2 separate regions of the Urocitellus parryii genome follow, and region 1 is linked to region 2. Evidence: chromatin contacts called from public Hi-C data. All regions are on one chromosome and are shown on one strand. Each heading gives the region's core, a stretch centred on a gene start, on an enhancer-like site or on the middle of the called end of the contact. The rest is flanking DNA. Distances are from core to core; before and after follow the strand shown. Region 1 holds the start of Azgp1 (alpha-2-glycoprotein 1, zinc-binding). Region 2 holds the start of Cops6 (COP9 signalosome subunit 6).

Region 1 (3,751 bases), core at 1,052-3,551, 130 kb before region 2:
CACATTTTGTTATCAGATTTATTAGATTTGGGTACTTAGGTTACAAAACCTATTTTTTGTTATTATACTTTAATAAGTAGGAATTTGTAGAGTTTTTCATCTATTTCGTATGTGCAGCTGCAAAAGACATATTATCTCTGCACTGCACTGTCATAGAAAAGGCCTGATTTTCAGACGGTATTTTGAATAGATAATTATAGATAGAAAGAAAGAAAGAAAGAAAGAAAGAAAGAAAGAAAGAAAGAAAGAAAGAAAGAAAGAAAGAAAGAACGAACCTGGGGCAATCTACCACTAAGCCACAATCCCAGATCTTTTTAGTTTTTATTTTGAGATAGGTTCTTGCTAAATTGCTTACAGTCTTGCTAAGTTGCTGAGGCTGCCCTCAAACTTGTAATCCTCCTGCCTCAGCCTCCCAAGTTGCTGGATTAAAGGCATGTGCTAACGAACTCGGCTAATAATTTCAGCTTTGGGGTTTATTCTTTTACTCTCTTTCCTGCCACTTTATGGCTCAAACTCCCATCCTTCACTCCTTGGATTCCTCATGTCCTTCATACTGTCCTATAGTATCACCCCCCAGGGAGTTCAAATGTTGCCTTCAATGACAGTTGCTCCTGTCCACCACAAGAAAGAACTCAGTCCACAGTTTTAGCCACCACTGCATACTAGGCCAGCAAAACTTCCCCAAGTCTTTCGTTTTTTCACTTCCTTCAGCCCCAGTATGGCCCCTATAACCAATCTCAGATTCCCAGTCCTCCAGCTGCCTGAGAGACTGTGGCCTGAAAATAATCCTGGTATAAATTTCTGTATCTGTCAGGATCAACCATTGCTAGAAACAGAACTGAGTTCTGACTTTAAGCAGAATATTTGTAGGCTGATTAGCGTTCAGAGTCCACAGAAGGGCTGGAGAACCCAGGCTCAGCATTAAGCAGAAGCAACAGTCAAAATCACTTCACGGATGCACCGCAGCTGCCAGCAGGGGGCGGCAGATGCCACAGTTTTGACCGCCGGTACCGTCAAGCACTGGACGTTGGCTCCACCTCAGCCACCACTGCTGGGGAGCTCACAGGAGCTGGGTCACTGTCCAGACCCATTAGGAAGGGATGTCCACTGTGCCCGCTTCGGTTCCCTGACTCCTGACTCAACGGGCAGGACAGGAGCAAGTGCTTGCTGTGCCTAAGCCCTGTGCACGCCTATTTCTGGCTGTTTCTGCTTCCATGATGGAAGGTCGGGATGTCCCAGGCATGGAAAGGGAAAGAGGTGGATATGTCCTCAAGATGACGCTCTGGTTGGGAGCAGTGTGCGAGAGAATAATGGTTGTCCCCTTGTGGTGCCAAATCAGGCCAAGTTTGCATCACCCCTGCCACCACCCAGTCCCCACACAGCATGCCATCAATGCGAACAAGTTTTGCAAACAGAGTTTATTCACAAGCAACTGAGTGCGGAGGGCGAACCCTACATATCAAATCTGCCTCCTGTCAGGTCGGATTTGGGGATATCTATGGAGTAAGAAAGTAGGATGTTTTAGGTGCAAAGAAAGGTTTTTGGAGGTGAAGCAATCGGGGTCTGCACATGCGCAGTCAAATGTTTATCTCTCTTCACGGGACTAGTGTTACCAAAATGACAACACATGATTCCAAGGCGGAGTTTTCAGCCTTCTGCCATCAAAAGGTCACGCATCAAACAATTGTGCAAACCCAACTGAAAAGTCAATGGCTTTCCAAGTCCCTGTAAAATAACCTAATCTATGTTACCATCATGACCCACATGTCAGAGGTGTCAACTATAGCAAACCTGGTGAGAGATGAATAATATATTGCCCAGCTAGTGACTTCCAAAATTAGTGGTTTTTAAAGTCAACTAAAAGCAGGTGACACTAGAGGGTCAGTTTAGGTGTCCCCTTGGTTTCACTAGTTGGGATTTACCCAGGCTCTGACATATAAAGAATTTTTCCAGAGGAGAGGGGTGAAGTATGGTCCCACAACACCCCAATCCCCCCAATGACCCCAGGGCAGTTGTGTCACCATAGACACACATCCCAGATGTCTGCCACTCTTTACCCACACCTCTAGCCCACCCATTTTTTCACCCAAGGAATTCAGAGTCCTGAGATCAGCTCTCTCCACTCTGTTTGCAGAGCCTGTCTATAGACCTCCTGACCACACTGCCAAGCCGGTTCATGAATCCTTTTTTCACATTGTTTGGGGAGGAACCCATCCTGGCTCCTTCATTGGCCTGTGAATTCACCTCCCCTGGGCATGGTGCCAGGACCCAAGGAAAGAGCTGTTTCCTGTCCAGAACCTTCCAGCCAGACACGATGGTAACAATGGTACCTGTTCTGCTGTCTCTGCCGCTCCTTCTGGGTCATGCAGTCCCCCAGGAGACCCAAGCTGGTGAGTGGGGAAAGCAAGGGATAGGTGCTGGAGAAGAATGGTGGGAAGGCAAAGAACAAGACAGAATGGCAGGGAGAAGGACCCCCTGTGGCTGGGATTCCCAGGCACGTCATAGTCATGGGTGTTCAAGACCATCAACTAACTCAGCTCACACTTCTAGAAGCATTCAAGGGGCCTCTGGACTCCTGCTCATTAAGACTGTAAAGATTTTGAATCTAAAACCCAAGTAAAAAAACTAAGACATAGAAAAGGCAAAGTGACTTTCCTGGGATTAAATGGCAAAATGAGGCAGAAACACACACAGAGAGAGCTGCTTCTAATCTTGTTCCTTCCTTCCTTCCAGTGGATAGGCACACCTGCCTGACTCAAAGAGAGAGGAGAGAAAGAGAGAGACGGGGGCGGGGGGGAGGGCTTCCCAGGGGCAAGCAAGAAGGCAGTTAGCTAAAGGAAACCCAGGTCCTCACCCAACCATGAGCTTAGAAGGCAAGGGGCTGGGATGGAGGACAGGTGGGGACACTCAGGGAAATCCAGAGTCAATGCTACAACAGGGAAGGAGGCTATTCATGGCATCAAGGGTCCAGGATGAAGAGAGATGAGCTATGGGCTTTTAACCTGTGCAAATTTAAAATTCCTTGCAGTCACAAATTGTCAAATAGTTTTTTTTATTTTGTTTTATAACAATCATGTTTAGAATGTTAAGCACATTCTATACCAAAATCCAGATTAGTCAGAGAGACACAATAGGATGGAGGGATGGATGGGTAATAGATAAATGACAGATACATAGATCGATAGATAAATAGATTTTTTTAATGGGGGAAAGAATTTTATTTTAAAGAATGGGGTACACAGTTGTAGGGTCTGGCTTATCCTAAAATCTGCAGAACAGGCCAGCAGGTTGGGGACTCAGGAAAGAGTTAACATTGTAGTCTTGAATCCAAACATAGTCCAGAGACTAAATTCTTTCTTCTTTGGTGGGGAGGGAGGAGTTAGTCTTTTCTCTTGAGGCCTTCAACCAGTTGGATGAGACCTTCCCACATTATGGAGAATAATCTGCTTTACTCAGGGTCTACTGATGTACTTAGTCATCTTTTTCATTACTGTAATGAAACAGCAGAGGTGGTTAACTTTATAAAGAAAAATGATTTATTTTGGCTCATGGTTCTGGAGGTAGATGGTTCTAAGGGGCCTAATCTGAGAGTGACCTTCTTGCTGGCGGGGTCTGAGGCAACACAAAGCATCACATAGAAAAAGAAAAGGGAATACAGATTATGTCTAGTTTTTCCCTCTCTTCTTAACTTTCCATCCCTAACTCCCAAGAGTTCATGTCCTTCTCATATTGTAAAATATGTAATAATTCA
Region 2 (3,333 bases), core at 27-2,526:
GCTTTGAAGTCAAGATCCTCTTGTCTCAGCCTCCCAAGTCACTGGAGTTTCAAGTGAGTGCTACCATGCCCAGCTGTAGTCTTTCTTTCTTTAATACATGTATTTTTAAGAAGTGTTTAGTAAGTTTACTTCTGAAGCATGTATAATCAACTGATTCAATTTCATAAGTTTCACAATGATCACTGCTTAGGAGTTATATAATTATTTGACCAATGTTGCAAAAGCATTTGGAATAACAAAAAGGCAAAGGAGCACTTTTATGTGAGATAGCAAAGAAAACTATCAAAGGTTAACATTAAACTGTTTCTTATCTTTTTATTGTAGCCTTCAAATTCAATGCTGTACTCCTTAGAAGCTGCCTACATTTTTCCTGACCTTATTTTTTCTAAAGAGAAGTTAGGCATATTTACTTTTCTATGAAAACTCAGTTGGTCCAGATCTCCTAAGTTTTTCACTGGAGAGTAGAATGAGATTAACTCTCTTTTAACTTCTCCTTGCCTAGAAGATCCCTCTCCCAACGGATTTTTTCTGATGGCTTCCTTTGAAGGTAGTTGGTCCTTCATTCAGACTCCTAAGTGGGGAAATTGCCTAACTCCCTTGTAAGTCATCTTCATCATCAGAAAGTATCTCCTGGTACCACACTAGGCTTTACCAGATACAAGTCTCTACTTGCCTTCTAGGGGCTTAAACTTCAGATGAAGGTACGGAGATATACTAAAAAAGCCAGATTAGTAAACTAGAGAGGCAGCAGAAGGGACAGCATATGTAACTTGCTGGGGTATTCACTCAAAAAATTATTTAGGTGCTAATGTGTTAGGCACCATGTTGAGTCACAGGGGATAAAGTTATAAACAAAATGTAAGGAATTAGTCCTTTAAAGCGTGAGAAAGTGAGGCGTGCGTGTGGAAAACACAGGAGGGCCAGTGTGTCTGAAGCATGAGAACCAAAGCTTGGAAAAGTTGAGGCCCGGCAGGGCTGACAAGCAGGGGCCAGATCACGCAGGGTCTTGCAGGGTGTGGTCCGAAATCTGGATTTCGTTCTACAACAGCCTTCTGAACGGGGCATCCTTACCCCAATTTTACTCATGAGGAAGATCAGGTTGGGGGCGCAGACGAGAGGCAGAGCGGCGTCACCGAAAATCGGCTCGAAACCCAGTCGAGCTCTGGGACCTAGAAGCCGCTCGCGGCCGGCGCGGGCAGGGACTGGCTCCGCGCGCCACGCGGACACTGGGCATGTGCGGCTCGCCGACGGAAGCCGGGAAGGAAGGGGGCGGGGCCGACGCTGGCGGGCGCGGGGAAAATGGCGGCGGCGAACGGGACCGGAGGAAGCAGCGGGATGGAGGTGGATGCAGCAGGTAACGGGCGGTGCGGGCGGCTTCTGGAGATACCTTTCCGGGGTGCGTTAAGGCCGTCCTCTACTCCTGGGAGAAGCGACATCTCTCCCCGGGTAACTTGCGGGAAGGATGTACGGCCCGGGCTCTGCCATTCCCCACTCCCATCTCCAGGGAAGAACGTGGGGCGCGGACTCTCACCCTTTCTCCTTTTCCTCCGCCTTTAGTAGTCCCCAGTGTGATGGCCTCCGGAGTGACTGGGAGTGTTTCAGTCGCTCTTCATCCCCTTGTCATTCTCAACATCTCAGACCACTGGATCCGCATGCGCTCCCAGGAGGGGCGACCTGTGCAGGGTGAGTGTTCTGCATAACACCCAATCCAGCTCCTTGGTCTCCTCCTTCACTCTTTCCCCCTTCCTTTACTGAAGCTAATCCCCCCACCCTTAAATCACTGTTTCTCCAATATTTGGTTCACACTGGACCTCAGACCCTCAGGTGATTAGGGAAAATTTTAAGATTCCTTACCCTCATCTCCTACATGTTGTTCTCTCCCTAGTGATTGGGGCTCTGATCGGGAAGCAGGAGGGCCGAAATATTGAAGTGATGAACTCCTTTGAGCTGCTGTCCCACACCGTGGAAGAGAAGATTATCATTGACAAGGAATATTATTACACCAAGGAGGAGCAGTGTGAGAGGGGAACAGAAGTGGGGAAGAGGGTGGGAGTTTAAAAAAGAAAAGCTCAAGGTGGACAATATCAAGAGGGCTGGGAAGGAATAAACAGGAGAGAAGATTTAGAACAGGAGGGAAGATTAAGGGAGAGTAGCTCTCAGAAAAAGAACACATTCAGGTATCCCCCACAAGAAAAGTGAAAAATGAAAGAAGCCTGGGTAGAAAAGAGTAATTGTTCTAAACCTAGCCACGAATTGAGGAGGGAGGGAGAAATTGTGGAAATAAATCAGGAGCTTCAAACTAAGGAAGGATGGTTTAAGGGAATACTGTGTGCTCTGGCCCCTTCCTCTCCAGTTAAACAGGTATTCAAGGAGCTGGAGTTTCTGGGTTGGTATACCACAGGGGGGCCGCCTGACCCCTCCGACATCCACGTCCATAAGCAGGTATACACACTCACATGTGCATGCTTGGGCAGAGAATAGAGGATGAGGGGAAGAAGAAAGATGAGGTGTTGACTTCCCTGTGCATGACTCTCTTCTAGGTGTGCGAGATAATTGAGAGCCCCCTCTTTCTTAAGTTGAACCCTATGACCAAGCACACAGATGTGAGTATTATTGACCCCAGGCTTGCTTGTCATTCTTGTCTATCATTGTTCTTATTTTGTATCCTCATCCCATGTTATGTTTTACTGTGACATCTCTTCTCTATTGGAGAATGTCAGAGTTGAATCTCCATGCTGTCACCTATAAGCTGTGACTTTGGGCTAGTCACTTAAGCTCTGAGAGGCATTTTCATGTCAGATTGGGATTATCCCTATCTCACCAAGTTATTGGGGAAATTTGATAAGAAAATGTGTGAAAGAACCCAGTTCAACTTTTGGCACATAGTGAGGTTCAGGAGCTAATAGCTGTTCTTCATTTGTCATTTACAGCTTCCCGTCAGCGTTTTTGAGTCTGTCATTGATATAATCAATGGAGAGGTAATACCTGACCCTTCAACCTTCAAATCCTGCTTTTGTCCTATTTCCTGTTTTTGACTCTCTGTGGGATGTTCTGCCCTGTAGGCCACAATGCTGTTTGCTGAGCTGACCTATACTTTGGCCACAGAGGAAGCTGAACGCATTGGTGTAGACCATGTTGCCCGAATGACAGCAACAGGCAGTGGGGAGAACTCCACTGGTAAGGGAGGTGATTTCTTTGAAGCAGGGATGCAAGGTGTGACCATATGCCTTCTAACCCTTCATCTGTCCCCCTGTAGTGGCTGAACACCTGATAGCACAGCATAGTGCCATCAAGATGCTGCACAGCCGAGTCAAGCTCATCTTGGAGTATGTC

The links. Hi-C and Micro-C count contacts between places; a contact is called where the count stands out from the background.
Region 1: a Hi-C map of liver shows a contact between it and region 2, with 5 times the contacts expected there. The contact joins the promoter of Azgp1 here to the promoter of Cops6 in region 2. A contact is called at or near these places in 2 of 2 Hi-C or Micro-C datasets (liver and muscle).

Annotation. Positions count from the first base shown.
Region 1 is chr9:30,123,021-30,126,771 of mUroPar1.hap1, reverse strand. It overlaps Azgp1 (alpha-2-glycoprotein 1, zinc-binding), which reads left to right and starts at 2,301. Exons shown (of 4, transcript XM_026413180.2): 1 at 2,301-2,390. The coding sequence starts at 2,315.
Region 2 is chr9:29,990,201-29,993,533 of mUroPar1.hap1, reverse strand. Cops6 (COP9 signalosome subunit 6) reads left to right here and starts at 1,276. Exons shown (of 10, transcript XM_026413152.2): 1 at 1,276-1,354; 2 at 1,558-1,683; 3 at 1,886-2,017; 4 at 2,354-2,442; 5 at 2,541-2,603; 6 at 2,931-2,978; 7 at 3,063-3,177; 8 at 3,257-3,333. The coding sequence starts at 1,300.